Regions from separate parts of the Rattus norvegicus genome. Here region 2 is linked to region 1. Evidence: chromatin contacts called from public Hi-C data. All regions are on one chromosome and are shown on one strand. The core of a region is the stretch at or near the end of the contact, and the rest is flanking DNA. Distances in the headings are between cores, read along the strand shown. Region 1 holds the start of Cox4i1 (cytochrome c oxidase subunit 4i1). Region 2 has its middle 57 kb from the start of Irf8.

What was found. Hi-C and Micro-C count contacts between places; a contact is called where the count stands out from the background.
Region 2: a contact with region 1 is called in a Hi-C map of liver, with 4 times the contacts expected there. The contact joins the enhancer-like site here to the promoter of Cox4i1 in region 1. A contact is called at or near these places in 12 of 12 Hi-C or Micro-C datasets (the A7r5 cell line, the Rat2 cell line, Schwann cells and 7 more) and 1 of 1 datasets of contacts at active chromatin or transcription factors (oligodendrocytes).

Annotation. Positions count from the first base shown.
Region 1 is chr19:65,627,753-65,634,792 of GRCr8, forward strand. Cox4i1 (cytochrome c oxidase subunit 4i1) reads left to right here and starts at 2,631. Exons shown (of 5, transcript NM_017202.1): 1 at 2,631-2,718; 2 at 3,689-3,762. The coding sequence starts at 3,690. It overlaps Emc8 (ER membrane protein complex subunit 8), which reads right to left and starts at 2,483. Exons shown (of 5, transcript NM_001012165.1): 1 at 2,150-2,483. The coding sequence starts at 2,371.
Region 2 is chr19:65,752,958-65,759,997 of GRCr8, forward strand. No RefSeq gene overlaps it. Among named protein-coding and RNA genes, the nearest start is that of Irf8, 57 kb to the left of the region's middle. Within about 2 kb of position 3,509, at least 1 of the 93 cell types and tissues checked has an H3K27ac peak or open chromatin away from gene starts, as enhancers often do. A contact at or near this core is called in liver, where this site is marked.

The DNA.
Region 1 (7,040 bases), core at 1,381-3,880:
GAGACAGTCCACAGGCATTGGGATTCATCACAATGGAGCCCAGGCCAGGCCTGAGAACTATCACATTATGTGCCGGGAACTCAAGTGTTTCCACACTGTTAAAAGGACACAGTGGAGGACAGCACTGGAAGAGAGTGATCACAGCATTTGGTGCAGAGTCCCAGATAGTTGACAGTCAGACTGCCTCAAATGTGAAGGTTCCAAGGCAGTTCACATGGCCTGGGGTGCTGGGCTGGCTGGATACTTGAATGCCCCAACCATCCTAGCTTTGCTGAGCCAGAAATGTTAAGGAAGGGCGTTATATGTAGTGCTTTCTTGGGACTAGCTCTGTAGATCAGGTTGGCCTTGAACTTTTAAGAACTTAAAAGGCCACTTTGCTTGGCTCTTGTTTTACTTTTAATTTCGGATCTACAAGTGGGTATGGGCACGTGAGTGCAGTGCCCACAGAAGCCCCAACAGGGAGTCTGGAGACAGAGTTACTGGCTGTCATAGGTGCTGACCTTAGGACTGTTCTACAAGAGCAACCACTGAACCATCTCTCTAGCCCCTTTTAGCTGGTGCTTGCGTTCTTCTGTATAGAGCTTGTCGGAATGCTACAAACGAAAGTCTAACTGAGCCCCAGGCTTGACCCACCATAGTCATGCTCAGGGGAGAACCTGAGAATCCTGTCCTACTATTGAAGTCAGGGTACGGTCGGGTGGAAAGCTCCAGATGCAGCCACCTGCAACTCCCTAACAGGCAATTAAGACAGTTCCCAGAGGGCTGGAGAGATGGCTCAGAGGTTAAGAGCACTGACTGCTCTTTCCAAGGTCCTGAGTTCAATTCCCAGTAACCACATGGTGGCTCACAATCATCTGTAATGGGATCCAATGCCCTCTTCTGATGTGTCTGAGGACAGCAACAGTGTACTCATAGAAATAAAAATAAATAAATCTTAAAAAAAAGACAGTGGCCAGAAACAAGCACAGGAATCCTCAGATACTTCAGGCACTAAAAGCACACTTCTTCAGGGACTAAGTATCACCCCAAATCTTCCTCCACCTTAGAAAGAATCTTTAACCAGTAAACAAGACAATTTGCCTAAAGGCACTTGTAGTCATGCCGGAAATTTCCTTAGGTGTTTTAATGTAAATTAGTGGAAGAGCAGGGTGTGGTGGTGGTACACAGCTTTAGTCCTGGCCCTCAGGAGATGGAGGCGGGCTGAACTGTGTGAGGATTCTACAGAGTCCCAGACCAGCCAAGCCCACTAAAGTGAAACCTTGACTCCCAAAAATCAAAAGAAGAAATAAGATGTCAAGGAATGCTAGTTATGTCTGCAATCCCAGTTCCCAAGAACCTAGAGCAGGAAGTTTTGGTGGTCAGGGGCTAGTGTGAGGCTACATTCAAAGCAAGTCTGAGATTCAATGCAGCCATTTTGGGGGCGGGAGGGGGAGACAATATTAGCATTTCCTCCCGTGCCAGCTCAGGTTTTACATCCAGAGCTCATTCTGAGATGTAAATGAAGCTGTATTGAGAGTGGGTTGTTTTACATCCGGAAGCTTTTAATTCTAATACTGGCAGCAGGACAGATTTGTATCTCTGGTGCCTCAGGACAGCACCTGAGAGAGCTCCCAAGACGTAGCGCCTGGCCATAGCAATCTAGGGCTTTATAAAGGCAAACTCCACAAAGTTATAAATCTGGGTCTTGCAACTGTCTCTTGAGCAGAGGAAGCAAGATTGATTACAAAAGCAGAAATAGCAGTCGGTATTATGACTTATAATCTTGCTAAAACAGCAAGTTTTACAATAGTCTTCAGCTTCTGGGGGGGGGGGACAGGCCGACAAAATACAGTCTGTAAAACTAGAGGTTCACATGCTATAGGCATCTTCCCCACTCTGTGGTCTCACAAGCACATTAAGCTTAAACTTTAAACGTTAGCCATCCCAGGTCTCACTATGTAGACCAGGCTGGCCTCGAACTCAGGATCCGCTTGCCTCCCTATCCCGAGCGCTGCCTTTAAGAATGTACACCACACTCGGTTTCTTGGTAATTTTACGAAACTTCGAGAGCTCGCTCGTTAGGCTGCGTACTCGGGAGCAGGCGCTCCTCCTCCCTCGAAGGGCGCCTGACTTCGCCCAGCCCAGAACCCCGCCGTGGCCCCGAGCTTACTAGGGTGAGCGCCACCTCCAGCATGGGCGTCAGAGCCAGCGTGCCGTGGAAGAGCGGGATGCAGTCCACGAAGAGAGTGTGGTTGCCCGCGCCGGGAGGATGTTCCTTGCGCGGCCTCTGCCTCTCTGCCACCAGAAGCCCGTTGACGGCGCAGTGCGGGTACTTGGCGCCGTGTAGCACCATCTTGCAGTAGGCCTGGGTGGTCAGCTTCACGCCAGGCATGCTGAGCCTAGCTGGTCGCGTCGCGACCAACGCACCACAGTACGAAACACGACCCCACTGCACGCTAAGATGAGCTCCCACCACCAGCTACAGCCTCCCGCCTCAGTCCGCCCGCCGGAAAGCGTAGTCGCTAGCTAGCGTCTGCCAGAAAGCAGCGCGGCCTGCTCGGCCTTTCGCGACAGCTGCCGCACCGCGATCTGAAGCTGATGGACGTGGGCGGGGCTTCTTCGATTCCCGCGATGCTTCGCGGCACCGTCTTGCTCTTCCGGTGCGGGACCCGCTCTTCCGGTCGCGAGCACCCGGGGTGTAGAGGGCGGTCGCGGCGGTCGCCTGGGCAGCAGTGGCAGGTGACGGCCTTTGACAGCGGGTGAGGGCGGCGCGGCCATGGGCCGAGATCCTGGAGCGCCGGGGCCGGAGCGGTGCCTCCGAGGCGCCCCCGGACTCGGGACTTGAGCAGCTCCGTGACCTTGGGGCGCCCGCTTCCCGGGCGGATCTGTTGTCTTGGGTCCCCATTTGCCGTTCGGTTCCGGCCTGCCCAGCATCGGGCGTTCCCGCTCCGCCAGGCCCGAGGGACAGCGAGCTGAGTCCTGACGTCACGCTACGGTTTCTGCCGCCACGGGCGTTGTTTTTTGCGGTCTCGGGCGTTCGCTCTCGGGGAGCGAAATCAAGAGGGGTTGTGTTAAAGTGAGGCGTGGAGCTCGGGTCGCTGGGGCGGGTGACAGGGTCATCCAGGTCGCCTGCGGGCCGCAGGGACGGGAAGCGCGCCAGGGCTAGGGCTTGGGCGGCCTCCTCCGCTTGTCCTTCGCAGTCTCTGCGCAAGTCGATTTTTAAAATAAAACCAAGTCCGCAGGCGGTGCTCCCACCGCCACAGAGAGGAACAGCTCGTGGTGGCACCGTGCTATACCGAGTTCTAGCAGTTTCAGTCATTCTGGCCTTCTAGTTAATCTTTAAAAAGCTGCGTTTTCTAGTAAGTGGCCAAAGCCATGTATGTATATCACAGCCCTTGGTTTGATATCAGGAAGCTCTGTAAATGTGTACTGAGTAGAAGAACCTTATCCTGTGCTATTTCATGCCTTCTCCTCAGTAATAAAAACTGGCTTCTGGGTGCACGCCTCTGGCCTGCAATGCCAGCTCTTATGAGGTAGATATGGTAAGGTCAGCCTGTGCCTTAAAAAGCTGATGAAATCATACCAAAAAAATTTTTTTTAACGTTGGGGGAATAAGTTGCGTTTACTTCCTCAATGTTCTGTGGCAAAAAGACTTGTGCTAAAAGGTGTTTTCTCTCATTGTTAGGGATATACGTTTTTTATCTTTCAGAATGTTGGCTACCAGGGCACTTAGCCTAATTGGCAAGAGAGCCATTTCTACTTCGGTGTGCCTTCGGGCACATGGTAAGTGGGGCTTTTACTTCCTTTCCTTTTCTGTTTTCCTTCTTTGGTTTCTCATGACAGGGTTTCTCTGGGTAGCCCTAGCTGCCTTGGAGCTCAGAGACTTAACCTGCCTCTGCCTCTGCCTTTGCCTCCCGAGTTCCCTGGGATTAAAGATGTGCACCACCAGGCCTGGCTAAGGACTGTTACTTTCAAATAGGCCAACTTAATGTCATTTTGCCCCTAAGTCTAAGATCCTGTGCTAGGATTTTAACAAAGATGTCTGGTAGCTTGACCTTGCGGGGATTTTAGGGAGAGATGAGAATTTGAACAGGACGGTTGTCTGCTTGAAGGAGCATAGATAAATCCTGTTCGCCAGGATCTTGGCTTGCTTTAGTTTCCTCTCACAGTTTGTTTTCTAGTTCTCTCTTCCGTCCCTCCTTCTGCCCTTCCTTCCAGTCTCACTGTGCAGCTCTGACTGGCTTTGAACTCTCAGGGTTCCTGACTCTGCCTCCTGAATGCTATGGTTAAAGGTACAGTACCACACCGGTAAAGTTCTGTCCCTTCTGTCTGTCTCCATATCTTACTCTAATCTTTTCCACCCACAAAACTCTGACCCTCTTAAGCCCCCCTTCTGTTTCCATCCTGGAAGCAGTGGAAGCAAAGGCCGTTGGGTGGGCTTGAGTCAGAGCTGTGCGGATTGCATTGCAATCATGGCTAGCTCCTGCTGTTGTAAGGATCGGCCTTCTCAGCTGAAATATACAGACATGCAAGGTTTGGTTCTGAGCCTGGCATGTCACCACGTTATCTTGGCACTTGTGAAGCTGTTCTTCCTACCAGTGTTAGGCACTGAGACTAAGATAACGTGAGGTGGACCTTCCACAGAGCTTGCAGTATGGAGTGGGCTGGCCACGGGAAGGTAGCGTTAGCCCTAGAGGTGGACTGTGTAGCCTGGCTGGCACTTGGGAAGGCTTCTAGGAGAAGGGTTCTGCTGCCGAAGGGCTAGCAGTGTGAGGCATGAGGCTTGGGTTGTAGATGAGATGTTTGGAGAACCTTGTTCAGCATGTATTGAGTATGCAACAGCGGCCCTCCGTGTTGGTGTTAGTGCAGCCATCCTGCAGTAGTTCTAATGCTGTGTCCTGTTGTTCTCCCCCGGGGGCACCAGAGGTGCAGGCTGAGACATTAAGTGTTATTGAAGGGTTTGGGCAAGGAAAATCCCTCTTTTATTAACCAACATGAAAGACAGGCTCCATCTCCGAGCACGGGAAGCTGTGACAAGACCAATTTTCAGTTTGGCTTGGCTGTCATTTTATTAATCTGGCCAGTGGACAAGGAGCTTCAATCTCCTTGGACATCTGTGCTTACAGTATTAGGGCGCTTTGGGACTCCACTGGGGCACTGCTGTCAGTTGAGGTATTTGTGGTGTGAGGTGACTGAGAAGCGGTCTGAGCCCTAACGTCTGACAAGCCAGGCAGCGCTCACCTTGGGTGAGAACAGAAGTGATCTTTTGAGTACAGGGAGTCTTTGCCTTTCTTTGCCCTTCTATTATTTTGTAAATTTCCTCCAAAGATTCAGATTTACTAAGGCATGCAGGGCTACTGCGAACCCCTGATGTGTAAAGCCTGGCATGTGCCTGGGTAGGTTGGGAAGGTTTCTACAACCCAGGTCTACTTGGAAGTAAGGCTGTGAGCTCTCCTCACCCACAGCCTTTAGGGCTGAGGAGCAAGGATGGCTGCTTGGGACTTATCTTCAGTCTCACTCAGCATGGTCCGCAGGGGTCAGTGTCCTCCATGTTTCCCATGCTCCGGGGTGTGTATGTGTGATGCCATCCTTGCCTAGTGAGGTCACTCACTCGCCACACTTGGGCACGGTGGGTCCTGGTCCTGCACAGGTGGCTGCGGCTGACTGTGGGCTCTGCCTCTCTGTCCTTTTAAAAGAGGAGCGTTTGGCCTTTGCCTTCCTCATCCCAGGGACAAGCACAAAGCTCTGAAGTGTAGAATACAGTGTTTTATGGCCGCTGTGCTCTGAGACCATGAGAGTTTATGGCAGTCTGATAGCCAAGCTGTAAGTCACACAATACATTGGCTCACTGAAGTCACTTCTTGTTATTTTTAGTATACTCACTGGTATGTACCATTATCATCATAGTTGATTGATTCTGGAACATTCTCACCCTAATTTACATCTTTGAATAGCTTGCAATCCAAGTTTTTTAAACCTAGAGGAAAGGATTGAGGGTGTGTGTGTTCAACTTGGTAAGAAGGTTCAGTAGCTGCCATTCTTTTTCTGATCATTGTCTCCTAGGTTTTTTTTTTTTTTTTTGTTCTTTGTTTTGTTTTCTCAAGATTTATCTATTTTATGTATGTGAATAAACTGTCTCACCAGTCTCACTGACACACCGGAAGAGGGCATCAGATTCCATTACAGATGGTTGTGAGCCACCATGTGGTTGCCGGGATTTGAGCTCAGGACCTCTGGAAGGGCAGTCAGTGCTCTTAACTGCTGAGCCATCTCTCCAGCCCTGTCTCCTAGTTTTAAGACAATGTCTATGATTGATCAGTCAGGTCTCGAGCTTGAGATCCTCCTGCCTCAGCCTGCCAAGTGCTTGGATTTGGTGTATGCTATCCCATCCAGCTTTATGGGATGCTAAGAGTTAAAGTGGGAGCGTGATTCTGGCTGTTTTGGTTCGGATTCTGTTGAGATGAGTTTGAACAGAAGAATGGAGACTCTGGTCCTTCGTGTACCAAAAGAAACACATGGAAGGACCACAGCACTGCTTAAGGCTTAGTCTATTGTGTACCAGCATGACCTGGACATTCAGACATGGGCCTGAACTTATGGGGCAAAGCAAAGCTTTGTCCTACAGACAGCTGGGGCAAGTTAGAGACTTTAGCAACAGGAAACCCTGGGGGAACAGTGGCCTGAGCGTTGTCCTGCTGAGTCCTAAGTGATGCGCATACGCATGCTCAGTGCCATGGTGCTGAGGAGCAGCCGGACCTCCCTCAGGCTGGCTCTTTCGCTGCTTACTTTGGGCCGACGTGACTGGTTTTGAGTGGGAAACATCCAAAGGAAAGCAGAACTGATCAGCCGTGGGTCTGCTTATTCTGCAACAGCCACTTTTACCTTTTTGGGTGCTATGTTCTGAGTATGAGAGCCTGCAGTTGGATCTTCATTCAGTCTAGTTGCTTGTCCAACAAGTAACCCTCAACCCTGGTCCTGCCTCTGGTGACTAAATCCTAGGGTGTGGTTAGGTTAGGGGCTCTCCTTTAACTGTGATCACCCTTCTGCCTAGACTCCCATCC
Region 2 (7,040 bases), core at 2,259-4,758, 130 kb after region 1:
TCACTTCTGTGTCTGCGAGAAAAGAGTTATTCTGCAAAAGAGTAAAACTGAAAAAAAAAAGATAAGTGTTTTAAAGAGGCGCAGGGTGGTAGAAGAATGGTGTTTACGGTGTTTCCTAAAATACCCGGGGACGGTTTGTGGGAATCTTCTCAGCCCTGTTATGAAAGGAGTCAAGGCAAGAGTTTTCAAGGTCACATGAAAAACCAAACCTGACCCCTGGGGGTGTGCCCTGCCCATTCTGGGGTGTCACAACACACAGCTCTGCGGGCTGTCCTGGGGGCACTCTGGGGACCCGCCAGCAGGAAGCCCAGGGCTTTGTTCGAAGGGCAAACTTGCTGATGTTCCCCACTGTCCCCCAGCCTCTGACTTAGAGCAGATCCTATAGGAACATTACACTTTGATTAAGAAGGAAAGACAATGCCCACCCACCACATCCCCAGTCCTCATGACTCTTTCACCTTGAGGAATAGTGAATACTGAGTGTAGGCACAGGCTGGATGAGTGAGCTCGGCAGGTCATGGGGTCATGCCGGAGCTGGTCCCCGGGACGGACTCTCTCCCGGCCTACTGGAGTGAGTCTTAGAGACCCATGTCCCTGCTCCATTGCTGATGGAGATGAGCACATCCCTCTGTCCAGCCTGCATCCCTGTGAGAGTCACGTGCTGAATACACATCCCTCTGTCCCTCTCCTTGGCCCTCTTGGAAAAGTCTCGGCGTGGATGCAGACTTTTAACCTTCTTTGGAGGGCAGGAGAGCAGGTCAGACTTGTGTGTCTGTTAAACTTGCTGGCTTGAGGCTCAAGTGTGGCTGGGGAGATGGCTTAGCTCACCAAATGCTTACCTTGTGAGCACAGGGACCCGAGTTTGCTTTCTAGAACCCATGTGAAAAGGGGGCGTGGTAAGGCATACTTATAATCTAAGTCCTGGCGAGGCAGATATAGGAGGATTCAGGGGCTTGATGGCCTGACTGGCTTGTCAGACTCAGGAGGACACCCTGTCTCCTAAGGTCCAGAAGAACATGGTTGAGTTTAACTTCTGCCTCCTATGCATACATGTGTTAACTAAATTAAGACTTGTTTCATCCTGAACTATTAGCCATGCACAGATCATTCTGCTGGCCCAGTGTCCTGCTGCACTGTTGGGGACCAAGCTGCACAGTTTCTTTTTTTTTTCTTCCTTTTTCTATCTCCTCCTTCTCCTCCTTCTCCTTCTTCTCCTTCTTCTTTTTCTTTTTTTGGTTTTTAGAGACAGAATTTCTCTGTGCAACTCTGGCTGTCCTGGAACTCTCTTTGTAGACCAAGCTTGTCTCTAACTCAGAGATCTGCCTGCCTCTGCCTCCCGAGTGCTGGGATTACAGGTGTGCGCCACCACTACCCCACGGCTGGTCACCGGGTTGCTAAGAGAGCAGTAGGCTTGGTAGAGGCTGGAGCACCAGGTCACACAGGTGCCAGCTGTCTGAGCTGGCAGCCTGGACTGCCTCTCTGAATCTTCATTATGAGGTTAGAATCTGGGCCTTCCGTGTTTGCAGGATCAATGTCATTTAACAGAATGAGAGGTGACCCCCAACTTCTAGGCTCATGCTGTGAAATGTTGTCCTGTGAAATGCTGCCCTGTGAAATGCTGCCTGTGCCTTACATGGTTTTGAGGAACCAAAGTTGGGTCCTCCCGGAGAGCAGTCCTAACCGCTGGCTGTTGACCCGGCTCCTGGCCAATGAACTCTCATGCTACTGCGTCTTATGTGATGCTAAATTCCACGTGGCCACCCTCTCAGAGTTCAGAGCTTTTTTGCAGTAGCTTCTGAAAGATTTAAGATGGTGCCATGAGCCAATGGTCAACCAAGCTCTTGGGTTCAAGCAGGTCATGTGCAGACTTCCTCGAATTGACCAGTGTGGGTGTCTGTAAGCTGGGGGATGGGCAGAAGCCAGCTGGAAAGATCCAGAAAGATGGCCTTCTGGTGAGAAGAGCTTGGTGCATGCAAGGAGCTGGAAGGCTTTGGGATAGAGCTGACGTGACTCAGTCTACCCATCCCCGTTCTCCAGCAGGAGGCCCCACTGCATACACACTCCTGACGTTGAAGTCTTTCAGTGACGTGGTAGAAACATGGTTTCCTCTGAAGGCCCACAAAGGACTGTTGTGTTCTATGTTTATATGTCACAGACTCACATGTGTGGCATGTGCCATGTAAAGTCTGGTCAGCTGCATGACTGGAGCCACACTCAGTACAGCACATCCCAGCAGGATGGGGATATGCCAATGTCATCCTCATCACAACCACCACCACCACCATCATCACCATCACCTCCGCCACCGCCACTCAAATGTTAAAGGAGAGGAGATGTTGGGGAGGACCAGTAAGTTTCCTGAGGTTAGTGTGGTTAGCAGAGTAATGCTCCCCCAACTCCTGAAGATGTCCCTACTCACAGGTGCCAGCCACAGACACGGTTAAGAGCAGAACTTGGAAGGGGAGAGTATCCTGGATCGTCCCATGGTCCATGTTCTTACAGATCCCTCACATGAAGCAGGGGGGCAGACTCAGAGAGATAGGAAAAGAGAAACACAGAGCCAGAGAAAGACTGGAGGATGCCCTGGTTGGGGCACAGGCTCCAGAAACGGGGGCAGTGGCCCTGACTTCAGGTTCTAGAGACAACTAAGTGTGCTCACAGCTGGACCTCACAGTGAGATGGGTGTGGGATTTCTGAGCCCTAGAACTGTGGGAGGACACATGTGCGTTCTCTCCAAGGGGCTGTGCTGGCGCTGAGGTAGGGACCCGATGCATTTAGAACAGAGAAGACAGAATTGTAGTGTGAACCGTCCCTCCTCTGCTTCAGACCTGGTCCCACTCCTGAGCAGGGCTGGACTCCCTGAGACACTGAGTTTGAGCATCCCCAGGGATAAGTCATGTCCAGGCACACCCTGTGGCTGAGTCCCCAAGTCCTTGGCCAACCCTTTGCTGAGCCATTCCCAAGCCATTGCTCAAACCAGAGAAGGCTGTGTGGGACTCGCAGCTTGGTGGGCTTTTGAGTTTGGAAGTGGGAGGCTTTAGAAGAAGGTTGTCTTGTCCCCACAGGAGCAGATGAAGCCATCACACGGATCTGCCTGAGTGGCTCGGAACGGGCGAGGAACATCCCGTCTCATGTGTCAGATAGGAGGACCTTTGGCTCGCCGGGCGGTCAGGCTGACACTTCCCAAGGGAGAGATGAGGGCGGACTGACACAGTCCTGCAGGAGGATCTCATTTAAGCAGTGGCCTGGGTGCTGATGTGAGCCCCGAGTGGGTTGGTCTCCTCGGCTGGCTGCATCCGTGCCCCCTGTGACCTTGAGAGACCCCCTAAGGAGTTGGGAACACTGGGGATCAGAACCCACCCACAGAGGATGAATCTGAGGGAGAGGAAGTGGGCTGAGGGCAACTTCTCTAAAATATTAAAAGCCTGTGGCCGCCAGAGGCCGGCGGCGAGGCCTGGGTTCCAGCAGCAGGTCCTGACCGTTGAGCCCCCGGCATAGCCCTGAAGTTGAGCAATAGGGATCTGCCCTGGTGGTGTTCTCACTGCCTGGCCTGCTGTGCTTGGCACATGCAGAGAGGTGGTGGGTCGTGCGGCTGTGTGGGGCAGGGAGGCACATGTGGCCCTGTGTTGGGAGAGACGGTGGTGGTAAGGGGATAACGGTCATTGACCAGTCAGTACTTACGGCACACTGGGCTCTATTCTGAGCACCAGACGGCATGAGAGCCTCGTTCCTGAGTTCGTTCTGTCTCGGTGTTCAGAGGCAGAACCTGTAGTTAAGAGAGACAGAGCCAGTTGTCTGAGGTCACACAGCACCTGAGAAAGATGGTGGATGTAGGGACAGCCCGAGTGCCCTGAGCAGCATTGCCAGAAGAGTGTCCATATTCCTGCCCACCCATGCTGCTCTCCTCCACCTTTGACCCACTGGGGCTCCTGACCCTTCTGGCCAGTGTCCTTCCTGGGCCTCCCAGGGTCTTGACCTTTAGACTGAGTGGATGAGGTAGGAGACAGGATACAGTGAAGAGCAGAGAGGAAGCCACCACATGCTGTCCTGTCTGCTCCTTGCAGCCATACCCTGCAGAGGCAGCGCTCCAGGGTGGCTGCCCCACTGAGGCTCTCACAAGCCAGGCCTTCTGACTCTCTGAAAGGACAAGGTCCCTGCTCTGTGGCCCCACTGGAACTGGTTCAGCAGTACCTCAGAGCTGCCTTTGTGGCACCTGTTTCAGCTTCCTGATGTAGGCTGACATGCAGTGGGGCACAGGCTGTGGGGTGGGAATGGTGCCTGTCTCCAGCACAGCACCCGTCCATCCTGAAGCTGGCCAGCCACTGCCGCATGCATACGAAATAAATTGCACACTTGACCGTGGTTCTGCATGGATGAGTGAGTGCCAGCCACAATGTTTGGGTTTTCAGATCTGTTCTGGGGTCCACTCGTAGCTACTCTCCAGCTCTGGGGTTCCTGTGACTCACTAGAGACACAAGGGCAACCCTGTACCATGGATATAGCATGACAGTCTTAGATCTTTTCCTTCCTAGGGACGCAGGGACAATCCCTGTACACATAGAAGTAGCAAGACATTCCTAGGTCTTCGAAGCTCTGGGTACTGAACCCTCGCAGAGGCCGGGTGTGCAAAGGACTGAATTCTTTCTCATTCAGGAGCCAAAACCAGGGTCACTTCAGGAAACTGAGCTCCCTGCATTCAGATGAGGCTGGATGGCCTGTGGCTTGACACCTTTTCTTTCTATTTCTCTGGAGAGGCGAGGAGCTGGCTTTCCTAGTATCCCCTGCAGAGGTCAAGTACAGACTGTCCCCACAAACACATTGCCTTGTGTCCTGGAGAGGTCGTATGGTGTATCACCATATCATAAACCACCCCCCGTAATGCCCCTGGCTTGACATCCGATTCATATCGAACCAACCCATACAGGAGGCAACCCACCACCCAAGCTTCCGGAAAGCAGCCGACTTAGAGCTTGGGGTCTTAGCTGCAGATTCAAATCTCATCTCTGTTCCTCATTGCCACAGGACTCTATCTCAGTTTCTCCACCTGTGCTGGCCTCTTGTGAGGATGAACAAGTGTTTACACTCACAGATGATCTGCCTTCACAAACACATTGTATTAGTATCATCCTGATCCCAGACAGGGAAGCTGAAACCTGGAGAAAGGAAGTAAATGTCATCGTGGCAGAGAGCGGGCAGCTCTGATGCCCTCTCCAGAGAAATTGCTCCTAGCAAGCAGGTGACTGGTGGGAGGCATGGAGGGGGGCACCGTCTGGACTTCTTATTCTAGCTCCTCAGCAACCCCACTGGAAAGAGGCAGCTCACACAGCCTGGACGGCTCTTGAGCAAAGAAATGGGAGTCTCTGTCCCAGTGTGCACCCTGGGACCTGGCTGGCTCCCCTCTCACAAGTCTCACCACTGGACAAGTCCCTTCTGGGCCAGCAGAGAGTGAACCCCAGTTGTATGGTGTTGGGGACAGGGCTCAACAACGTTCTGTTTGCACAGGAGACAGGGGCTCCCAGGGCTCCCAGTAACTCAAGTCTCTCCTGTCCTCACTTTGAAAGGCAGGAATTTTTTTTTTTTCTTAGAAAAGTCTCCCTCCAGGCCACCTCCAGGAAAAGCATCAGACACGTTGTGGCTTTGTGATGTTAATGGCTCATTCTTTCTCTGACTCATGGCTTTGAGAAACATATTTGCTCACTTCTGAGGATAAAAAAAAAATTCAAATGTAACAGGGCACCAGTCTGAAAAATTCAAATTTGGAGGTGAGCCACCTGTCCTTGACACAGGGCTATTCCTCTGCTCTCTGGGGACACGCTCAGCTCCCACATTCATGGGGACATAAAACCCTGAGGTACTATTGTCTCCAAAGTTATCTCGGAGGATAGTGGAGAAAATGTATATTTTCTAGAACCTTCTCTCACACCCGGGTACCTAGCTATCCTGGAGGTGGTTGAGTGGATGGGTCGGCAGGACCCTAAACCCTAATTTGTGTCTTGTTCTAGAAGCAGGTTCCCCACAGCTGTCTGGGTGACCTGGAGGAGCTCCTGAGCTTTGGGGCCCCCCTTTCTTCTTTGTGGAGTGGAGGTTCCTCAGTGGGAGAGGGGGCGCCATGCCGGGCCTTGTGACTATAGCCCTTGAGATGATGAGAGAGCTGTCAGGGCCTGGTCTAAGGAGGTGCTGCTCAATTGTGCCAATGAAAGCTTAAAGACTAAACAAAGCAAAACACTGAGAGACATCCAGAGGAATGGAGGTTGGACTTGCCGTGTGGACTTTAAGTTTCTTCAGTGTTACCCACTGTGTGCTGGTGGCTGAGGGTGAGAATGGGGTGGATCCCATCCCATGAGGCTCTGGCCTTATGGCTGTCGGTCGGTCCCCTGGCCCACAGCGACGGGTGGTGGGTGAGCTCTTTGTCACAATGGGCAGGGAAGGGGAGAAGGGCCTGACCTCTGAGCTCTGTTCTCAGGGCCATCCTTCAAGCCAGCCTGGTCGTAATCAGTGCTTATCGAGTTGGATAAAGGGTAGCTAGCTGGAGTGGCTGGCCTTGGCCTCTGTGGCAAGTTCTTGCCCAACTTTTTCTTTTTCATTTTCATTTTCTTTCTGACCCTGGCAGTGTGTTACAAAGTCCAGATCTTAATTGGGGTGAGGCCATAAAGATGGGGTGAGTCTCAGGCAGATGACTGGTGGGGGCACCAATGGGGAGCCAGAGTACTGGGGACAGTCTTATCCCAGGCTCTGGGATGGCCCCAGGGTCTGTGCCTTACCCGTCTCCTTTCCTGGAGCGAGGGGGACGCTAGGAGGCGGAAAGCTCTTTTCTGCCCAGCTAATTCTTGTGACCCGCTCCCCACCACTACCACCAGCCCGTCTGGGGGTTCATGCCAATCCCAGGTGTGTGCCTCGCTGGAAAGACTGTGGTCTGAGCCTTAGGTCAGCTGGATTGTGTGGCCTGGAGGATGCCAAGGACAGCAGCGCCCCCTGCCGGTCACTCTGGCGCTCCTGTTCCCAGGGTTGCCTCAACTGCCTGGCTGGTTTAACCTTGGATG